Regions from separate parts of the Mus musculus genome. Here region 1 is linked to region 2. Evidence: chromatin contacts called from public HiChIP or PLAC-seq data. All regions are on one chromosome and are shown on one strand. Each heading gives the region's core, a stretch centred on a gene start, on an enhancer-like site or on the middle of the called end of the contact. The rest is flanking DNA. Distances are from core to core; before and after follow the strand shown. Region 1 overlaps Tulp3 (tubby-like protein 3). Region 2 overlaps Gm10069 (predicted gene 10069).

Evidence for each region. HiChIP or PLAC-seq counts read pairs in DNA pulled down with a chosen protein or histone mark.
Region 1: an H3K27ac HiChIP or PLAC-seq map of embryonic stem cells shows a contact between it and region 2, with 10 times the contacts expected there. The contact joins two enhancer-like sites. A contact is called at or near these places in 1 of 39 promoter capture datasets (embryonic stem cells), 1 of 15 datasets of contacts at CTCF or cohesin (embryonic stem cells), 4 of 484 Hi-C or Micro-C datasets (the AML12 cell line, brown adipocytes, embryonic stem cells and 1 more), 3 of 115 datasets of contacts at active chromatin or transcription factors (all in embryonic stem cells) and 3 of 9 other capture datasets (adipose tissue, embryonic stem cells and liver).

The regions. Positions count from the first base shown.
Region 1 is chr6:128,332,075-128,337,816 of GRCm38.p6, forward strand. Tulp3 (tubby-like protein 3) reads right to left here. Exons shown (of 11, transcript NM_011657.2): 2 at 5,660-5,711; 3 at 2,364-2,523; 4 at 1,759-1,935. Among named protein-coding and RNA genes, the nearest start is that of Tulp3, 21 kb to the right of the region's middle. Within about 2 kb of position 2,822, at least 67 of the 459 cell types and tissues checked have an H3K27ac peak or open chromatin away from gene starts, as enhancers often do. A contact at or near this core is called in embryonic stem cells, where this site is marked.
Region 2 is chr6:128,459,435-128,465,088 of GRCm38.p6, forward strand. All of the region lies in intron 2 of Gm10069 (predicted gene 10069), which reads left to right. Among named protein-coding and RNA genes, the nearest start is that of Gm10069, 24 kb to the left of the region's middle. Within about 2 kb of position 1,482, at least 18 of the 459 cell types and tissues checked have an H3K27ac peak or open chromatin away from gene starts, as enhancers often do. A contact at or near this core is called in embryonic stem cells, where this site is marked.

The DNA.
Region 1 (5,742 bases), core at 1,572-4,071, 130 kb before region 2:
TCTTTTTTTTAAGATTTATTTATTTTATATATATATATATATATGACTACACTGTAGCTGTACAGATGGTTGTGAGCCACTATGTGGTTGCTGGGATTTGAACTCAGGGCCTTCGGAGAGCAGTCAGTGCTCTTAACCGCTGAGCTATCTCACCAGCACCCCTCCCCCATTTTCTTTTTTAAACTTTTTAAAAATTACATTTTAATTTGTTTATTCGGTGGGGGTTGTTTTTCTCCTTCTACCATGTGGGTCCTGGGAGGTCCCTCTGTCCACTGAGCCATCTCCTTGGCCCTCAGAACTGTTTTTCTTTAAAATTAAAATTCATTTACTTAGTTAAGAGGTGTGTGTACGGGGGAAGAGTTTATAGGAGCCGACCTCTTCCTTTCACATCATGGAACTCCAGATACTGAGCTCTGGTGCTCAGGCTTGGTCGGCAGTAGGTGTCTTTAACCACTAAGCTGGCTCACTGATGCTCAGAGCCTAGTTTCTAAAAGGATGAACACAGGAACCTGTTTTCAGTATCCAGCTACCCTACCACGCTGCAGCAGACTCTCCCCGGTGGGAGCTGGCAATGCAAGCACCTCACATCCACTGATCCTCACAGGCCTTCACTTTCTCACTTCAAGGGTGGGGATATAGCATGGTGATGAAGGTCTATGAACTCAGCATCAGGAGGCTGAGATGGGAAGCCAGCCTGGGTTACATAACAACACCCTGTCGAAAAGGAAAAGGAAACCAGGTTTGCTGCCAGGCAGTGGTGGGACATGGCTTTAATCCCAGCACTGGGGGGAGGCAGAGGTTGGTGGATTTCTGAGTTCAAGTCCAGCATGGTCTACACAGTGAGTTCCAGGACAGCCTGGAGTACACAGAGAAACCCTGTCTCAAGGGGGGGAAAAAGGCAAAAATAGACAAAACCGGGCACTTGATGTCACTGTGAAATTGTTTTTAAGGAGAAAAAGAGATTTCAGGGGAACTCTAAAACGCATGTCCTTCTGTAACACCAGCAACTGACAAAACAGCCTCTTGTCACAGAATTAGAGTGTAGTAGACAAAGTAGTGAAGAACAACTCTGCTAAAAAAGAGGTGATGTGAGTGTCTATCCTTCAAGCCAAGCTCCGACCATCTTGGGGTGTTTAGCTGCACCCTCTTGCAAAAGGACAATCCAAAGTGGGCATGCTGACTGTTTATAACCCCTCACATAGGGCAGGGGAGGGTCCCAAGACCCTCAGCTGAGTAGCTAGTCTCTGTCTACCACCTGTTGTAATTGCAAGCCTTGGGGACGCTGGAGGGCAAGGCTCCATCTGTGACACCAAGGGAAGTCCTCACATCTGCTGGGTGAGGCTTTTCAGCTGAGGTCTGTTGGGCGAAGAGCTCCCATTCCTGAGTAGCCCCTCCCCCCATGCTCTGTAAATAAACATTATTTCCACAGAGTGACCTTTGGTGGAGCTGGCCCTCAGTTTGTCACTGGCACCTTAGAAGGTGTTCATCTTGTTTATGCCTCCTCCAGAAAACCATCTGAGTAACAGGCGGGAGTAGGCAGTGGATAATTTTCAGAAGGAAAAATCATATACAATAACCACTAGGCTGTAGTCCACTACCTGCTTTCTCAGACAACAGCATAAACAACAACTGTTGCTAAGCATTCCCCCTTCAATGTCGAAGATGTTGAAACCCCAAACAAGCCTGGGCCACTTAGAATACAAGCCAGTGAGAGAAAGGAGGATGGATACCCCGTCTTAAGCTCTGCACCATCCTCACCGTGTTTTTGGAGAATCTCCTGAAGGTCTGGCTTGGGGGCTGTCTCCTCGGGGCTTTCCCCATCTGCACTCCCTTCCGTGCCTTCTTCTGGGGCAGGGGAGCCCACAGAGAGAACCTGAGGCTTGCTTTCCAAATCCTGAGCCTCTGGCTTAAGGAAAGCAGCTGGACCGTCGATGCCTAGGAGTCCAGAGGAGGAGAAAGGGTGAGAGTTAACCAGAACTGAGCTGGCCGGTTGCGGGGATGTGCTCCTATGGCTACCCAGGCCTGGGACCGATTCTATTAACGAACTTGGCTAACTCAAGCTTTGTTCAGAACCTAGGACTGAGACCAGGAGGTTGGGGGAGTGGCTCAGTGCCAGACAATGTTCATTCATTTGGAGAATTTTGAGGTTTAGTCATTCATTTCAGAAAGTACAATTCATTTTGCATCAGAATCAGTAGTTCTAGGGTGGACTTAAATTTGGAGGCATCTTCCACGTTTTTTTTTTTTTTTTCTCACAAAGACCCAGAAAGCGCCTCAGCATCCCCCCCCCCCCCGCCCCCGGCCTTATCTCGGGTCTGTGAAAACTGTACTTAAGTCAGAGGTGGCACTGTCTAAATACACACCGTGTAGGATGACGTCGCTGCGAGGCATCTGAGGGTCCACCAGAGGCGTGTGCTCCTCACTGCCTCGTGGCTTTAACCTTCGCAGCCTGGCTTCTGGGTTTGGCTGTACCATGAGTGGCTCAAGGCGCTTCTTTCTCTGCTTCTTCTCCAGCAGTGCCCTCTAGAGAGATAATGCGGCATTACAACACAGGGCCTACCCTCTTGGAATAGCTTAGACTATTTTTTTTCTGAGACGGAACGTTCCTATGGATTCCAGACTGACTTACAACTAGTAATCCTGCCCAGACCCCCCAAATCCTGGGATTATAGGGATGCACCCCCTCCCCCTAAGGCCAACCTCAGTTTTGCATTCTTGTTCGGTTACAAAAATTCAAAATCAAATGACCTTGACTGAAGTGGGAAGAAAGAAAAGGCACCTGGGACATTCTGAGCAGAGAACAAAGAGTCTGTGGGTAAAAGCAAGATGAAGAGGCAGGGGGTGGGGCAGGGCATTTGCTTTGTGTTCTAGTTACTGCTGCAGTGCTAAACAACAGAACCAAAAGTAACTTAGAGAAGAGAGGCTTAGCTTCCACTTCCACTCAAGTCTGGACAGGAAACTGGGGGCAAGAGCTAGAGTAGAGGCCTTGGAGGAAGGCTGCTTGCTTACTGGCTTGCTCCTTGTGGCTGGCTCAGTTTTCTCTTATTTACCTCAGGCTAACCATCCCAGGCATAGCACCACCCATAGTGGGCTGCATCTTTTCATATTAATCATCAATCAAGAAAAATCCCACCCCCAGGCTTGCCTACGGTCCAATCTGACGGGAGCAGTTTCTCAATGAGGTTCCCTCTCAAGTTGAGTCCAGCTTGTGTCAACAACTAACCTACACACCCTTTGTGTTCAAAGCCGTGGTTACCAATGAGTTTGGGGGTCGCTCATTTAGTCTCAGCTACTTTGGAGGCTGAAGCAGGAGGATATCTGCCTCTGCCTCCTAAGTGCTGGGATTAAAGGCTTGCGCCACCCGAGCCCAGCACAGGAAGATATCTTGATCCCAGGAGTTCATGTCCAGACTGGGTAACAAGGTAAAGTTAAGTCCCTCCAAACCAAACCAAACCAAACCAAAGCAAACCAAACCAAAGCAAACCAAACCAAACCAAACCAGTAGCAAGATAAAGAAAGCAAGAAAGTCAGGCAGAAAAGCATGAAGGGTCAGGAGAAGGTTCCAGTACAATGGAAAGGAAAGGGCTGGCACATGTACTATTTTTTTTTAAGTTATATTTACTCTGCGCATAAATGTTTTGCCTGAAAGGATGTATGCACGTGCTACAGTGCATGCCTGGTGCCCACAGAGTTCAGAGGAGGGAGTCAGATCTGGAACTGGAATTCCAGACGTCAGGGCTGTACAGTGAGACCCTGGTTAGTTTAAGTTAGAAACACTTTAGGACTGTTAAGTCATTAGGGAGATGGGAACTGGGCTGCATTTCACACCCACTGAGATGCTAGGAGCCAACACTAAGAGCTTGAAGATTAGACGCCTCCTCCTACACTTGGAAACATGAGATCAAATGCAGTAGCTCGAGTGGCTATAATCTTCGGGTGTCCATCTGGGGAGACGGGAGACAGGGACGGGGGAGTCTGCAGAAGCTCCAGCCAGCTAACCTCAATGGCTAGGTGGCTCATGCCACCCACGGCTCTGTCTCAAGCTGGCTGGACAGCTGAGGACTGAGACCCACAGGTTGCCCTATGATTTTCTCACACAGGAACAAACACACATCCACATAAGCCTGGTATGAGATGTGACCGTGCCCCATAAATATGTACAATTATTATGTGTCAATCAAAGATGAATGTGCCTCTTATAACCTGCCCTTGGTTCTTATTCAATAATTAGTCCAGTAAAGGAAACAAACGCAGCTGGGCAAGGTGGAACACGCCTGTAATCTCAGCACTGGGGAGGCTGGAGTCAGCCTGGGCTAGGGTGAGACCCTGTCTCAAAACTCCAACCCGTTCCCACGTCAAAAATAACTAAGTAGCTGGGCAGTGGTGGCGCACGCCCGCCTTTAATCCCAGCACTGGGGACACAGAGGCAGGCTGATCTCTGTAGTTCGAGGCCAGCCAGGAACTGCCATCCAATCCCCCGCTCCGAGAAACTGAGCTGTTTCCCCTGTTGCTTCTCTGCCACACTGGGATGTAACTTAGGGGGCTGCGCTGGCTACTTCTATGTCAGTTTGATCTAAGCCAGAGTCATCTGGGAAGAGGGAGTCTCAGCTGAGAAAATGCCTTTCTTTAAGATGGACCTTTAAGCAAGACTGTAGTGCACTTCCTACAGGGACCCTCACCAAACACCAAACAGATGAAGCTGTTAAATCTTGCACTTTAGTGTCTAAAACTGTGAGCTAAGCAAGTCTCTTTTTTAAAACAATGCACCCAATCTCACGTATTTTGTTATAGCAACAAGAGATAGGCCAATGCAACTTTTACTTCCTTATTTATTATCATTATTATCTTGGGTTACTGAGATATGGTTTCCCTACGTTGTTGGGGGTTGGACTATGGCTATGTATACAAGTGCTAAATTCTAAAACCCAATTCTGGTTGCTATCCAGGCAAGAGCGTCCATCCTCCATTATACCAATTGGCTTTTGTTGTGTAAGCCTTACTCCCCACTTTAAGGCTATTGGTTAATAAAGGGCTAGAGCCTGTGATTGGGCAGAACAGAGAGACTGGCAGAACCTGAGACCTGAGTGAGGGGTCTGGAGAGAGACCACAGGAGTTGGGGAGGGGAGAAGCTGGAGAGAGGAGGCGGAGGCTGCCATGAGACTGGATAGATTATGAGCTCGTGGCCAGGAGAAATGCCCCCGGAGGACAGGCTGATGGAGCAAAAGCAGCCCAGGCGAGACTCAAACAGCAGGGAACAAGGAACATAGAACCTGCCCAATCTAGCTTGCAAATAAACATCAGAGGTTTTTTTGTGTCTTTTATATGGGCTAACTAAAGTAAATAATTCTTTTATCCTCTTTGCTCAGAGTGGCAGTGAACTCCCAGGGAGCTGTCTCAGCCTCTCTGGGGCTGGGATTCCCAGTTAGTGCTACCATGCCCAGCTACAACATTCTTCTAAGCCTTATAGGAGCTAGGGGCTCTTCGCTGATTATTAATAAAACCGTGTATTGCTACCGTCTTCAAGTGTTGGCCCAGCGACTCCTAAGTTCACACAGTATTAATGAGTAACCATTAGTGACCCTGCCCTTCTAGTCCTGCTGTGAGACCCTGACGGGACTTCAGCACCAGCCTGGGCAGTCCTCCAGGAGCCCCTGCTCACCTGATTGTCCAGCTTCAGCTGCCGAAGCCTCAGGGTCTCATCGTCAAAGGCACTGTTTCAAAAACAACAAGAAAGAAAGCACA
Region 2 (5,654 bases), core at 232-2,731:
CAGAGCACCTGGCTTGGTTTTTGAGCACCTTGAGAAATGAGGGAGATGGGAGTTTGGTTTCTATTTGCTTAGAACTGACTGTGTTATTTCACTGAAGTTGGCAGTGATTCACATGCCCCTCCCCCAGGACAAGTGTTCCCTGGCTGGCCTGGAACTCATTAGGTAGACCAGGCTGACCTACAGAGATATGCCTGCCTCTGTCCCCCAAGTTCTGGAATTAAAGGTGTATGCCACCCTGACTGGCCCAAGATTCTAGATGTGTACATTTTCAGATTAAATCATCCTGAATCATTGGTTCTGCATAGTTAAAAACGAGAGTATTTACTTATGTTGTAGGATTTACAAGATTAATTGAAATGGGCTGTGTATTGGGAGTGTATGTGGTGAATAGAGGGATGGAACTATGTGCTGGTTATGTTGTCAGCCAGCTTGGCAAAGCTGCAGTGCCCAGATAGTTGGTCTGATTTTTTTTCCTGTTTTCTGGGAAGGTGTTTTTGAATGAGTATAACACTAAATTTGGCTGATTTTAAGTAAAGCAAATGAAGGGGGCCATTGAATAGGACAAAGTCTGACAGAGAAGTAAAAGCCAGCAGTATTCATGAACTACAAATTCGATCCTCTGTGTTCTCCAGCCTGATAGCCTCACCTGAAGAAGTTAGACTATATACACATATACACGCACATGTACACATGCATGCATGCACCCAACTGCTTCTGTTATCCTGGAGAAGCCGGGCTAATGCTTGTGGTATGATAACTTGAGTGTTTATGATTTCAGAAATTCCTAGTGGGATTCCTAACACCCAAGGTAAGGGGATGAAGAGCTGCAAGCTTTAGGTGCTCTGTGAAGACACAGCACTCAGGAATGGACATCAAATCTGATTTGACTTTGGACTTGAGACCTGTGGAAACTTAATGCCAAGGACCAGTCTTGACTTGGAGAGGGGTTCTGAGAGAAGGGGTGTCAGGGAGCAGCAAAAACAAAAGGTTCAAAGTCAAATCGTGGGTCCAAGCTGGTGGTGGCCTGGCCTGTGTTCTGCTGGAGGCAGCTTTCCAACCGCTTTTTTCTCTGTTCTGCATTCTCTCTCCCTCTCCCCCTCCCCCTCCCCCTCCCCATCTGCTCTTTCTCTCTGATCTGCTCTCTCTGGAGATCTCTAGGCAGTTCTCTTACTGTGTTCTGCTTGAGACAGTTCTCCAAGCAGTTCTCTCTATATATTCTAAAAAATTCTCTGGATAGCTCATCTCCTGCAGATCAAAAGCCCAGTCTTTTATTTTTCATATGGATCCAGTCATTTACTTCAGTTTTCCTTTAGATTATCCTATGAATCAGCATCCAGTGACCCCAGTCCCTTAACTCCTGGGAAACAGCAAGCACACATTTTCTTTTAACTTTGCAAAAGAATTCAGAGATCTCCCTGCCTCTGTTAAACACAGGTAATAAACTAGCTGGGTGAGACCCCGCCCTGAAATTACCATTTCTACCACACCTGAGCCTCAGGCTGACCTTGAACTCAGGAATCTGCCTGCCTTTTTATCTGCCTGCCTCTGTATCTTTCTGACAAGGTGGCTCGTTAATACCGCTGCCTTTGTTCTTTTAGATTCATGAAGCCCCTCATAATTCACATGCATCCTTATTTTTTCGCATAGCTGAGAAATTATATATTTTAAAAATCGCGTTTTTAGAGTTCTTTCCCACAGCTTTAAGGGCTGTCCTGAAGGTCCCAGTGTTTACCGTTTTGCTGAGACATTGGCCACACTTTGGCCTCCTGGACTCACGACTCTGATTTCCATGGAGTCATTAACATTAATTAACAGGGAAGACATTCCTTAAAGGAGGAATGCAGATTGGCTTTGCCTGGGAAGAAGCCTATGCACGCGGCAACCATCAGACGCTTGTGGAGGCCCACGTCTGCCAGCCCTGTCCCAGTAGCAGGAACCATGTCATTCTGACACCAAGGCCATGCCGGGACCAGCAACTTAATATGTCATTGTTTATAAACCATCCAGTGTGTGATCATTTCTTTTGTTTTTCAAGACAGGGTTTCTTTGCGTAGCCCTACAGAGTGGACCTCACTCTGTAGACGAGGCTGGATTTGAACTCAGATCCATCCTCCTCTCCCTCTTGACTCCTGGAGCACCACCACCATTCTATAGGATCCAGAATTACTAAGGAAGTCTGTGAAGAGGTTTAGGTTGAGTTGAAGTGGAAAGACCCATCCTATGTATGGTATCATTCTGTGGGTTGTGAAGTCTTGGGATGAATAGCAAAGAGGAAGTAATGAATACTACCATTCATCCATGCTTCCTGCTGTGTTCACAGTGTGACCAGCCACCTCAAGCTCCCCACACCATGGGTTCCCCTCCATGATGGATTGTGGCCTCAAACTGTGAGATAATATAAACCCTCTCTGCCTTAAGCTGGCTTTGCCTGGGAGTCTTGCAACAGTAGAAACAAGTACTGCAGAAAATTGCTCCTGAGACATAATATTGTTCCAGTCCATGTTACAGAGTGGAAGGAGCTAGGTGAAGTTATATGTACTTACTTATTTAGATAGTTTAATACATGTACAATGAATATTAGTTTTATATCTTTAAATAATGATTTTATATTTACATGCTTATGACTCTTGGATTTTTATTTATTTACATAATCAACTCATATAGTAATTTTTTTCATTTATACAATGAGCTTCACCCTCCATCCCCCTTTCTAATTCCTTTGTGGTGGTTTGACTAGGTATGGCTCCCATAGATTCATGTATTTAAATACTTGGCCCAGGGGGAGTGGCACTAATATGAAATATGGCCTTGTTGAAGTAAGTGTGTCACTGTGGTAGGCTTTGAGGTCTCTTATGCTCACCTCACACTCTGTCTAGTGTGGAATCCAGTATTTTGGCTTATGGGAGGCCTTCCCTAGCATGGAGAGGAGAGTCTGAGAGTCTTTGCTGATAGGGCAGCCCATTGGGGAGAGTGAGCCACACATAATGGTCAGGGGAAATCTCGCAGCTAACTTGCTATCAATCAGGCCATTTTTGCTGCTCTGCCTAACAACCAACCAGCTGCTGCTTTATTGATACAAGTCTCACAGAACAAAGACGGACTAGTGATTATCTAAGTGGTACAGAATATATGTTTGATTTTTCCTTACATGTCCAGGGTTACAAGTTCAGTTACAATTAGAAAATACAATCAGAAAGGATTTTTTTTTTATTATCAGCCCTATAACTCCAATTTAAAGAATATAAAGAATGTCTCCTTCAAAGCATACACATTTAATATATGGTGGCCTGCTTTTAGGGTGGCAGTGTTTGTAGTTTGAAAGCACTCCAGACAAACAGAAACTATCTGAACTGGGTTTTTTATGAATAGCAAATACTAATACCTAACTTCTACTATATGTTTCATCATCTATGCTATAAACTAGGAAAAGTTTATTTTAGTTTATCTTATTTACTGAGTTTTACTCCTCCAGGAGTGTAACCTGTATGACCCCCCCCCCCCCTTAAATTACATTTTCAGAGAGCTCTAAGCCTATAATAAAAAGAGACCTTGAATCTGTAATCTATGCTCCTGGCCTGTCAGAGTTTGTCAATTGTCTCTGTTTGCCCTTCATCAAATATGCAGTTTGAGTTATCTCAGGGGCAGACACCCCCCAAGCAGGTTCCTGGGGTAATGGCCTCATCTAGCTATGTGTTTATCTATGCTTAAGGATCTCCAGGGCGTACAGAAGACTTCCAAATAGTGACCAGATAAAGTTAATTTTAGGATTTTCCTAAAGAGACTGAGAAATAATTTTCTCAAGAAAAGGCACACAGTGATTCACAGTGCAGAAAGTCCCCAAGGATACAACACTCAGAGACCACAACCCAAAAGTTAGAGATAGACGGACAGCGACTGCAGCAATTGCTTAGCTTTGCTGGAATCGTGTCTAGCAGCTGTGCTGATGCCATGACTCTCGCTGTTTCCGGTGTGCCACTGGCTGCCTGCAGAAGACAGTCTCCTCCTGGCTGCCTTCAGATCAAGATGCAGAATTTAGCTGCCATACTTACTGTCACAATGAGAATGGACTAAAACCTCTGAACTGTAAGCCAACCACCTTTATAAGAGTTGCTGTGGTCATGGTGTCTCTTCACTGCACTAAAACCTTAACTGAGACATCCTTCCTCTCTCATTGGAACCTCTCTGCTCAGCAAGCCCTGTTCTGATTCTGATGCCTTTTGTGTGTGACCCACTGGATTTAGAGCAGTGTAGGGGAGGTTATTGACTGGCTTAAGGGCAGCTTGCCAGTGGCTACACCACTGAAGAAAGTGACAGAAAGTGACGCCCCTCCCTCGGCAAGCATTAACTGTCCTGCATGCCCCCCCCCCCCCATGCAGAAATGGCCACGGCCCCAGTCTTATGCACATACGCACAGCTGCAGTGAATACAGGTGGAGTGGCAGCGTCACGCCCAGAAGTTGTCTTTCTGCAGCACAGTTTTTTGGGTTTTTTCCACCCTATCTTCCATGAAGCTCACTTACTTTGCGTAGGAATGATACCATTGTCCCCATTCAGGTCCGGCATTCAACCCTGATGGATTCTCAACTCTTTGGGTACTTATGAGTTTCTGTTGAAGGGCCTCAACTTGACAAGACAGACTCCATCTTGTAACCAGGCCTCCATTTTATACACTAGGGCCTGTCCTCAGTTTAAATTTGAATTTCTGGGAAAACCACAAACTGTTCCAGGAAGGAAGCACCCTGGACATGGGCCACCAGCAGGAAAATACCAAACATTCCAGAGCCTATAGATAGATATAGATAGATTGCTTAAGCCAACTAAAATCATTGTTAACCAGTTATGTAACTGCCAAGTTGATAAGCCCCTTCCTGCTGTAACCGAAATAAAAAGGCAGAACCTGAGGGCCTTCTGCACTACCCTGCTTCGTCAGAGGGGTCTGAGGGCCAAGCTTGAGCTTGATTAAGACTCGTTGCTTTTGCACCTGAGTTCGTCTCCAGGTGGTCTTTGGGGACCCTCAGATCTGGGGATAACACTGTTTTGGGTTTTTTTTTTTTTTTTGGTTTTTCGAGACAGGGTTTCTCTGTGTAGCCCTGGCTGTCCTGGAACTCACTCTGTAGACCAGGCTGTCCTCCAACTCAGAAATCCGCCTGCCTCTGCCTCCCAAGTGCTGGGATTAAAGGCGTGCGCCACCATGCCCGGCTGGGATAACACTGTTAACTCCTGCCCACTGCATCGAGAAGTGACTCTGAGGAAGGCTGTATGTCAGTGGCCGTAGCCATGGCTGTGGCAGTGGCAGTGGCAGCAGTGAGGTAGACCAAGTCTCAAACAAGGTAGACGAACTTGCTAGTGAGAGCCAAGAAGCCAGAGACGCAGAAGAAACTGGAGCCTCCCCCCTTGGATCTCCTTACATCTGGATTGGTTGCTAGAAGTCTGCTCATTGACATCTCAGTTGATTGCAGATGCAGTCAAGTTGACAACCAAGATTAGCCATTACAGGATAGCCTCTAGATATCTCTATGAAGGATTATCTAAATTAGGTCAATTGAAATGGAAAGATTTTTCTTTTTTGAGACAAGGTCTCACTATATAGTTTTGGTTGGCCTGAACTCACTCTGTAGACCAGGCTGACCTCAGACACATAAAGATCCACTTTCC